2 separate regions of the Anser cygnoides genome follow, and region 1 is linked to region 2. A link is a contact called in public Hi-C data. All regions are on one chromosome and are shown on one strand. The core of a region is the stretch at or near the end of the contact, and the rest is flanking DNA. Distances in the headings are between cores, read along the strand shown. Region 1 holds the start of PLCD1 (phospholipase C delta 1). Region 2 holds the start of GARS1 (glycyl-tRNA synthetase 1).

What was found. Hi-C and Micro-C count contacts between places; a contact is called where the count stands out from the background.
Region 1: a Hi-C map of liver shows a contact between it and region 2, with 2.7 times the contacts expected there. The contact joins the promoter of PLCD1 here to the promoter of GARS1 in region 2. A contact is called at or near these places in 3 of 7 Hi-C or Micro-C datasets (granulosa cells and liver).

What each region holds. Positions count from the first base shown.
Region 1 is chr2:5,449,755-5,454,170 of Taihu_goose_T2T_genome, reverse strand. It overlaps PLCD1 (phospholipase C delta 1), which reads left to right and starts at 2,134. Exons shown (of 15, transcript XM_013182487.3): 1 at 2,134-2,789. The coding sequence starts at 2,756.
Region 2 is chr2:5,131,825-5,136,419 of Taihu_goose_T2T_genome, reverse strand. It overlaps GARS1 (glycyl-tRNA synthetase 1), which reads left to right and starts at 1,570. Exons shown (of 17, transcript XM_066991401.1): 1 at 1,570-1,799. The coding sequence starts at 1,590.

The DNA.
Region 1 (4,416 bases), core at 885-3,384, 320 kb before region 2:
TTTTTATTTCTATTTTTTAATCACCAATTTTAAACTTGCCACTCAGCTGTGATACAGGTTTAACTAGGAAAAGGGCAATCCCCCTAAACACCTTGGGTCTCTTGGATCAGCCAAAACCCAAACCAGGAAGGCAAACAGTGAGGGCTGTGATCCAAACTGGGGACCAGGGACTTGATTCAAAAAGGATTCTTATATTTTTCTTTTATTCTTAGAATACTGCTTCAGGATTTCTGCAGCTTACAGGAGCCCGATTGCTCCTCATGTCACTTTGGTTTAATTGTTATTCTGCACATATATTGGTTTCAGTAATGGAAAAGAATGTGAAATCAAGTGCATATGGCATGCATGCAGAAATATAGCTAAAAAGACTGTTGCCTTGAGAAAAAAGGCTCTGATGAGACCCGTGCTGTATGATCTCAGCTTCGGTGTGTTTGCTGCAGGGTTTCACTGGCTCTGATGGCGGCTGCTGTACTTTCTGATGAATGCCAGGAATGCAAGGCTGCCTGCAAGTGCTAGGCGTGCTCTGAGCACACATCAAGCCTGTCAAGGATTTAGGAGTGGTGATGCTTAAGCTTAGGATGGCAGGGAGGTGCCACAGTGCTCAAAGCAGCTAAAACAGTGATACTTCTGGACAGGTACGGAAGCAGGAAGAGTTAGCGTAATGGAGAAAAGTGCAAGGTTGGACAAAGTTTTGCGAATCCTCCTGACAGGCACTATTTCTGCTCCCACTTGATCTCATCAAGGAGAAGGCAGCATGGCAAGGAGGAAGCGCAGGCAGATGCGTTGGGCTGCCAAAGGGGTAGGCACAGAGGATCAACAAATCTCAAATTTCACACCTTCAAACCTCACGCCTTCAAATGTCAAGGTGTGATGGCAGAGAAGCTCAGTCCCACTTGAGGGTGCCCTGTCCAGCCCGAGGAAGCCAACGCAGTCGTGGTGGTGTTCACAGTGTTGCAGGGGGCTGATGGTCCTGTCTTGGTGCCACTGTGCCCTGCACTATCCAGATTGTGGTTTTCGTCTTTTTTGGGGGCTAACAGCTCGCTTACACCTCTTTACTTTACTACAGGGGACACAGGGAGACTGGCAGGTATGTCTTTAAGTGAGGCCTTGTGCTAGGCAGCATGAGGATGCAACAGGGTGTGATATAGAGAAGGGCAAAGGACTGACTATAATGTTATTTCCTGTCACCGCTTTCAAACTGTTTGCCCTTCTCTGCTTCTCCTCCCTTCTGAAAACCATAACACCTTCATCACCACCGCTTTACCGGAGTTTCCAGTCTGGCTGACTCATCTACCAACCTCTCCAGCAGTCGCTTCCCCTTCAGCTGATAGGGTGATGGGTTTTGGTGGTGTCCTCTGGAAACCCCCCTCCCCTGGGGCTTTTAAGGCTTTACAAGGATTCTTGAGACACCCTGGCTGCTGTCCTGCTTTCCTCACTGCCAAAAAATTTGACCCTGTCCGAGCCAACGTCTCCTTTTTTCTGTGGGTTTGCAAAAGGGATGCTCCTTCCTGGGTCCTTCAAAAAGTGTCTCACTTGTTTGCTCTTATGCTTTGTGCTAGCACAGGCGAGTTTTGCTGTATTAGGGCAATTTGGAGGGCATAAAATTAGCTGGAGGTGAAGTCTGAGCTCTTGAAGGAGCAGCTCAATTCCTGGCAGGGATGGGCGAACAGTCCTAGTCCCAAAGTATTTGTCACCAGGTACATCCCAGAGCTGTCACCGTCAGAGAGGGACTTTTCCCTTCTGTCACTGGAGCTGCTGTGTGCACAGCTGCTGAGAAGCAAGGGCTTTGAATCCTCTGACAGCTGCATTGATTGAATCAAGATCACCTAAATAACCAGAAATAAAAATAAACAACAAGAGCAAAATAATTAAAAACCTCCCCCAGCCACTCAGGTAGACGGACACTTTATTTTTCTAGTGTGGATTCCCTTTCTTTCCCCCTCCCTGCTCGACAGCATCATCTTTTTCTCCTTTAAAAAGGAAAAAAATGTAATCTATTTTAAGAGCAGGGGGCAGGGCAGAGGAAAACAGCTCGGCTCGGTACAAGCCTCAGGGCAGCGAGGAGTTTTTTCTGCTTTCTGCCTCGCTGTCTCGAATGTGAAGCTTGCAGCTTTTCGTCTGCTTTAATCTGTGAGCGGTTGTGGTTACAGCTTCTCCGCTGCCAGCTTCTGAGCTGTTTTGTTGTTTTTTTCCTCATTGTTTTGTTGCGTTGCGTCGTGAGATATGCCCCCACCAGTGCCAATAAGCCCTTTAAACCCCAGGTGCTGCCTCGTGTCGTACGGCCCTTCCCTTGGGTTGGGGACAGATTCGAGCGCTCGGCGTCTTCTGGAAGCCTTGCCGGAAAGGAGCGGAGCGTGTTTAAGCGTTTGTGCCAGCAGCAGGAACAGAGGCACGGCTTGGAGCCCCAGCAGGAGCAGGAACAGGAGGCTGGCCCCGCGGAGAAGAGGGCCAGCTTGCACAGGGAGGAGCCAGGGCCGGCGCTGGGGCTTGGGCGCTTGGCCTCACTCGACGCGTTGGGCAGGCGGCGGCGTGCGGATGCGGGAGAGAAATAAATGAGGAGTCATAGCGAAGACGGCTCTCCAGCCAAGGGGAAGGAGCAGGCCTCGCCGAAGGGAGCTGACGTTTGGGGATTACTGGAGGAGGGAGCAGGGGGAGCCTCGCGGCTCTGGCTGCCAGCCCCGGCCGGCGCTAACATCTGGGCACAGCTGTTTGCCGGAGCCCTTCCTGCGGCCACCCCTCGGCTCGTTTTGCAGCCATGGAATCGAACGGCACCTTCCTCGCTTGCAACAGTAAGTCTGTACAAATGTCCTTGTGTTTCAGCCCTTTTATCTCGTGCGAGAGCTGGCTTTTTCCTCCTCTCTCCTCCCTCCCCCTTTGCCGCCGCAGTTCTCTCGCTTGGAAGTAACGCAGCGTTTAAATCAGTGTTACGGGAGAGAGATGACAGATTTTTTCTCCTTTATTAAGCTTAGATGTGTTGGTCGGAAGGGTGTCTTGGCTGATCAGTGTGTGCGAGCCCAGCAAGGCTGATCCAAATCTCCTCCCCTTTATGGTGAAACTGAGAGCGGGACAGATGCTCAGCGGAGTAAATCAGGCTCTGGTGAAGGCAGCAGAGCCAGGATAAATCTCTTCGGCTCAGCGCCTGCCCCCAAGACTCTGTAAATGCTCTGTAAAAAAATAAGTAATGTTTCTAAAAAAGAAGAAATCCTCTCTGCCCTGACAGCAAGTGAGATTTAAGAAGTCTCGATCAGTACCAAGACGAGGAGGCTTGTCTGATAGGCAGGGAAATATCCCTTATTCCCTGGTCTGACTTGAAGATATTGATCTGTTACCTCTTCATTGTGTTTTATTCACTGATGAGCAGGAACAGCTCAGGACTTGAAATGGGAAAAGTCTAGAGTGCTTATTTCTAGTTCTTGATATAGGTGCTTTCTTCCTGTAGATGAGTTATAAACAAAACAAAACAAAAAATTAATAGATCGATCTGTGATTGACTGTAAACAGAATCAGTTAGCATTGCCAAGCAAACTGTGAAAAAATCATCCCCAGGCTCAAGAAATCTTCCCTCTGCTTTTCCCAGAACCTAGAAATAGACAGGAAGGTGAAACTGAGGTTAATGTTAAACTTTTTGTAGGTATCTCATTCATTATAGAGCCACTGGGGAAAGAAAGCTAGGAAATACATCTGGAAGTATTAAAATCTTTCCTAATCTGGTTTGTAGGTCATTTTTCAGTGAATATTACTTTTTTTTTTTTTTTTGTGGTGTTAGGGACCAAGAAAATTCAGTGTCTGTTCGTTATTCTATTTTCTTCTCTCAGGCAGAAAAATACACAAGTGCTGAATGAGCTGTGTGCTTTCAGAAAACTATTTGCTGAAATTCCTTGGCACATACGTGCACCAGTGCCAAAGTCATTCTGAATGCCAGACTTCTTAGACAGGAAAGGTTGCTCACGTGCTGGTTAGTTAGCAGGATCAGACTTGCGCTGCTCCGTTTGTCAGAAATTTCTCAGATACTGTGGTTTATAGGTATGTTTCATCTATGGCTGTGTGTTGAAACTCAGTTTCTTCCTGTCCCACATGGACACAACTGTGTTTGCTGTATCAGAATTAACCGCAGACACACGGTTCCATCTCAGCACGGTATCTGGCACCCCTGGGATATATTCCGGTAGCAACAGTGGCTAGTACTCTTGATGAGAGTTTCTGAAAAGTTCGTAGAGTTCTGTTTGTCCTGTGTTTGGATGGAGATCTGAATCCTGGGATGGAAACTGAACGTGCTCCCTTGTCCATAGACCCATGTAGCTGCTGTGATTTAGTGGTCTGCGCCTTTTATTCGGAACGTGTTTGATTCAGCTGTATGGGCTTCTCGTTGCTTATTTTATAAAGGGTCATCTGCATTTATTATGCAACGGATCTGCC
Region 2 (4,595 bases), core at 321-2,820:
GGCTGCCCCGTGCTGCTGCGGCGCTGGGGGTGCAAGAACCCCATTTTGGGGGTGCAGGAACCCTGCTTTGGGGTGCTAGGGGCCTGCTTTGGGGGTGCAGGAAACCCGCTTTGTGGGTGCAAGAGCCCTGCTTTGGGGGTCCAGGAACCCTGTTTCGGGGGTTCAGGAGACCTGCTCTGGGGGAGCAGGAGCCCCGCTTTAAGGGGTGCAAGAGTCCTGCTTTGGGGTTGCAAGAACCCTGCTTTCGAGGGTGGAAGACCCTGCTTTGGGGATGTAAGAGCCCTGATTTAGGGGTACAAGAGCCCTGGTTTTGGTGTGCAAGAGCCCTGCTTTAGGGGTGCAACAGCCTTGCTTTTAGGGTGTAACAGTCCTGTTTTGGGGTTGTGAGACCCCTGCTTTGGGGAGTGCAAAAGCCCTGTTTGGGGGGAGTACAGAAACTACACTTTGGGGGTGCAGAAGCCCTGCTTTGGGGGTGCAAGAGCCTTACTTTGTGGGTACGGGAATCCCACTTCAGGGGTGCAGGAACCCTGCTTTGGGGGTTGAAGAGTGCTGCTTTAGGGGTGCAGGAGCCCTGCTTTGGAGGTTGAAGAGCCCTGCTTTTGCGGTGCTAGAGCTCCGCTTTGGGGACACAAGATGCCAGCTTTAGGGGGTGCAAAACCCCTTCTTTGGGGGTGCAAGAGCCCTGCTTTAGGGGTGCAAGGACCCCACTTTAGGGGTCGAAGAGCCCTGCTTTAGGGGTGCAGGGGCACCGCTTTGGGGGTGCCAGAGCCCTGCTTTAGGGGTTGAAGAGTCCTGCTTTAGGGAACAAGATCCCTGCTTCGGGGACACAGGAAACCAGCTTTAGGGGGTGCAAAACCCCGTCTTTGGGGGTGAAAGAGCTCTGTTTTACGGGTGCAGTGGCCCCACTTTACGGTTCGAAGAGCCCTGCTTTAGGGGTGCAGGGGCACTTGTTTAGGGGTGCAAGAGCCCTGCTTTAGGGGGTGCAGGGGCCCCACTTTAGGGGTCGAAGAGCCCTGCTTCAGGGGTGCAAGAACCCCACCTTGGGGGTACAGTAACCCCACTTTGGGGTGCAGGAACCCCGTTTTAGGGTGCAAGCACCCCACTTTGGGAGTACAGGAACCCCACTGTAAGGGTGCAGGACCCCCACTTTGGGGTGCAAGAACCCCGTTTTGGGGTGCAGGAACCCCACTTTGGGGGGCAAGAACCCCACTTTGGGGTGCAAGAACCCCGTTTTGGGGTGCAGGAACCCCACTTTAGGGGTGCAGTAACCCCACTTTGGGGTGCCAGCGCCTCACCCGAGGGGAGCAGGAGCCCCCCACAGCCCTCGGGGCTCCCCTCAGCGCCCCGCGCATGCGCCGCCCTCCCCTTCTCCCAGGCGGCGCCTCCCCTCTCCCTCCCCGCGTGTCGAATCTGCGGCGCCGGCGCCGGAAAGAAAAAAAAATAAAAATAAAAATAAAAAAAAACCACGAAAGTGCTGCGGCGGGGCGGGCGCCACCTTTACCCGGGCGGGATTTCATCAGGCGGGGGCGGGGCTCGCTCCCCCCCCCCCCCCCCCCCGTTGCCCCCCCCCCCCCCCCCCCCCCCCGCCCATGCCGCGGCCGCCCCTGAGCGCCGTGCCCGCGCTGCGCCGCCTCGTCCCGCTCTGGGCTCCGCCGGTACCGGCACCGGGCCGGCCACCGGGACCGGCATCGGGGCTGGGACGGGCTCACACACCGGGAAAGGCACCGGCAGCCGCCCTCATGGACGGCCCGGCAGCCGAGGGGGTGCTGGCGCCGCTGCGGCAGGCGGTGCGGCATCAGGTAATGGGGGGTTTGGGGGGGTTGTGGGGTTTGGGGGGCTGGGGGGAATTGGGGGGGTCATGGGGGTATTGGGGGGGAGTGGGGATGGGGGGGTATGGGGGGGATACGGGGGTATGGGGGGGAGTGGGGGAGGCAGAGGGATATGGGGGGGAAACGGGGATTTGGGGGGGACTGAGGGGATATTGGGATTTGGGGGGGAAAGGGGGGTATAAGGGGATTTGGGGGGGTTATGGGGATGGGGGGGTGTGAGGGGGATACGGGGATTTAGAGGGGAATAGGGGGGAATGGGGATACGGGGGAGAGTGGGGGGATGCGGGGAGGGAGGGGACTGGGGGGGCTTTGGGGGGAATGAGGGGGAATGGGGAGGCTGGGGGGGACACGGGGTTTAGGGGAGACTGGGGGGACACGGGGATATGGGGGGATAGGGGGCGTAGGGGGACACGGGGGTATGGGGGAGACTGGGGACACACGTGGGGGTGTGAGGATATGGGGGCGACACAGGCGGGGGGCTGTGGGGATATGGGGGGGACATGGGGATGAGGGAGGATGGGGGGATATAGGGATACGGGTGGGATATGGGAGGACAGGGAGGACACGTGGATATGGGGATATATTTGGAGGTACGGGGGTGCACACGGGGCTGAGGAGGGGGTCCTGGTTTCAGGTGGTACCTGACGTGCCCCTCACCTCACTGAGGGGGGATCCCTGCTGTCCCAGGGGGTCCTGCATAGGGTCGGGGCTGTGTGACAGACCGACATCCCCCTCTCCGTGGCCCAGCAGTGGCCCCCTGGGTCCCTTCTGCCCCAACTGGGTGTGGGGTCCCCCTGTGCAGCAACCAAAGCCTTTCCCCACAGCCCCACAGGGCCCTGCCCGCCCCCATCCCACGGTTCAGGATTTGGGGTGGCTGCAGTGCCCTGCACACCTCCCCCACGAGCCCGCAGCGAGGGCTCCCCGTGGGTCTGTCCCGAAACCCCCTCGGTTTGGGGTCTCTGGGGGTTCCCCGTGTGTCGCCCACTGGATCCGGGTGGCAGCCTACGTGGGCTTTCCTCCCCGCGTCTGGAGCCAGGGCCTCCCCCTGCCATGCTTTTAGGGCCCCCCTTGCCATGCTTTAGGGCCCCGTGGCTGGCTCTCGGTGCTGTCTTCAGAAAGCAGCCTGCAGAGGTTTCCTCATCCAGCAGGGTCATGTGATGACTTCCCTTTAGAAATGACTTCGTGCTGGGTTTTGGGGGGTGATTTACCTTTTTTTAATAATTGCGTATTTGCCCGATGCAGTGAGGAATACTAATTTCTTTACGCTTTGGTCGTTCGATCATCCTTAAACATCGTAAAGGTGGCTGTGCCCTGGAAGCTGGGGCTGCACACCTTTCTCCTTCCATCTCCTTGGCACGTGAGGCTATTATCTTGAGCTTCCTTCTGCCCTGAGAAGGATTTGCTCGTCCTTTTATTTCGTAAGTGACCCTCGATCTCGGTACCCGTGCTGCGTGTCCCTGGGATTTCCCCGTACCTCCACGTGTGGGTTCCCCACCGGGCTCCTTCGGGTGGCCGAACCCGTAGTCTTCTGCTCGGCTGCACGCCCGGCTACGTGTGTGTCCCATGTGCTGGTGGATTTGTGCGTGTTTCCCCATTAAACGAGTGGATTTACGGCCCTCTAATTACACCGGCGCTTCGGTGAGGTTTTAGTATGAATCATTGTGCAGCATAATGCCTTGGCAGGGGAGCTCCTTGTAAAGAAAATGATGATCCCTAGGACCAGCTGATGTATTTACTGTAAAATCCTGCGTCTTGGACGCTGCCGTTTGCCCTGTTGGTACCGGTGCCCCCCTTCTTTGTGCTGGTGGGACTGGAGCAGAAGCGTGGGGTGCCGGGGAAAGGTGTGCGGGTGAACACGTCGAGCTGGGGCCGGGGATATTTCACGTACAGCTCACCACGGTATCTCGATGAGATGTTTGCACGAGAGCTCAGGGAGGAAGGGCGATAAGCTGAGACGTTACAGTACAGTGGACCCCATCTGCCAGCCCCTGGAGAAGCGGAGAAGAGGCTTTAATTAAACCAGAGGGACTCTTAACCTCCGGAGAGGAAGGCGAGCAGCCCCGTCTTCTTCCTGCAGCAGCGCCTGATGCAATAAGCTGCCGTGATCCAGGGGTGGATCCCTCTCTGCTTTACTGGTCCGTGGGACAAAGCTGCAGCGAAATTTGCCACATCGAGTGCTGCTGTGCACTCCTCCTCTGGGCTGGGCTCGGAGCTTTAATTAGATCGAGTCCTGTCAGCAAGCATAATTGCTTGCCTCGGTTGTGTGGTGTTTTTTTTTTTTTCTTTTTCCTTTCTTCTTGCCTACGTCTGAGTGCTCTTTCGCTTAGGGATCAGGACAAAGAGTTGCTGTGCGCTGCCTCTAGATGCTCAGCCGTGAGCAGGGTGATGGCTCTGAGTCAGCAGCAGCTGCCTTGCTGCCGCCTTGCTGCTTTTTCCACTGCCGACCCCCCCTTAGCTCAACAAAGGCGATTTGGACCTCTTATTTTAAAAGAGAAAAAAAAAAAAAAGGAAGAAAATCAGATCCCTCCCTCTGCCACGTTACCCAGGAGCGGCAGTTGAAGCCCGCAGCGAAACTCTCACGTTTTGGTGGGACCGGTTAACAGGAAGGAAACGTGCAGGTCGTGCTCCTCGGGGCTGGGGAGCCCGGCAGGTTTCTTACGTTTCTCTTGTTTCCTCGTGTGTGTGCTTTAATGCGCTCTTTTCTTCCGTTTATTAATAAAATCAGCCTTTGAACCCCCCGGGCTTTGAAGCACTTGAGAGGACCCT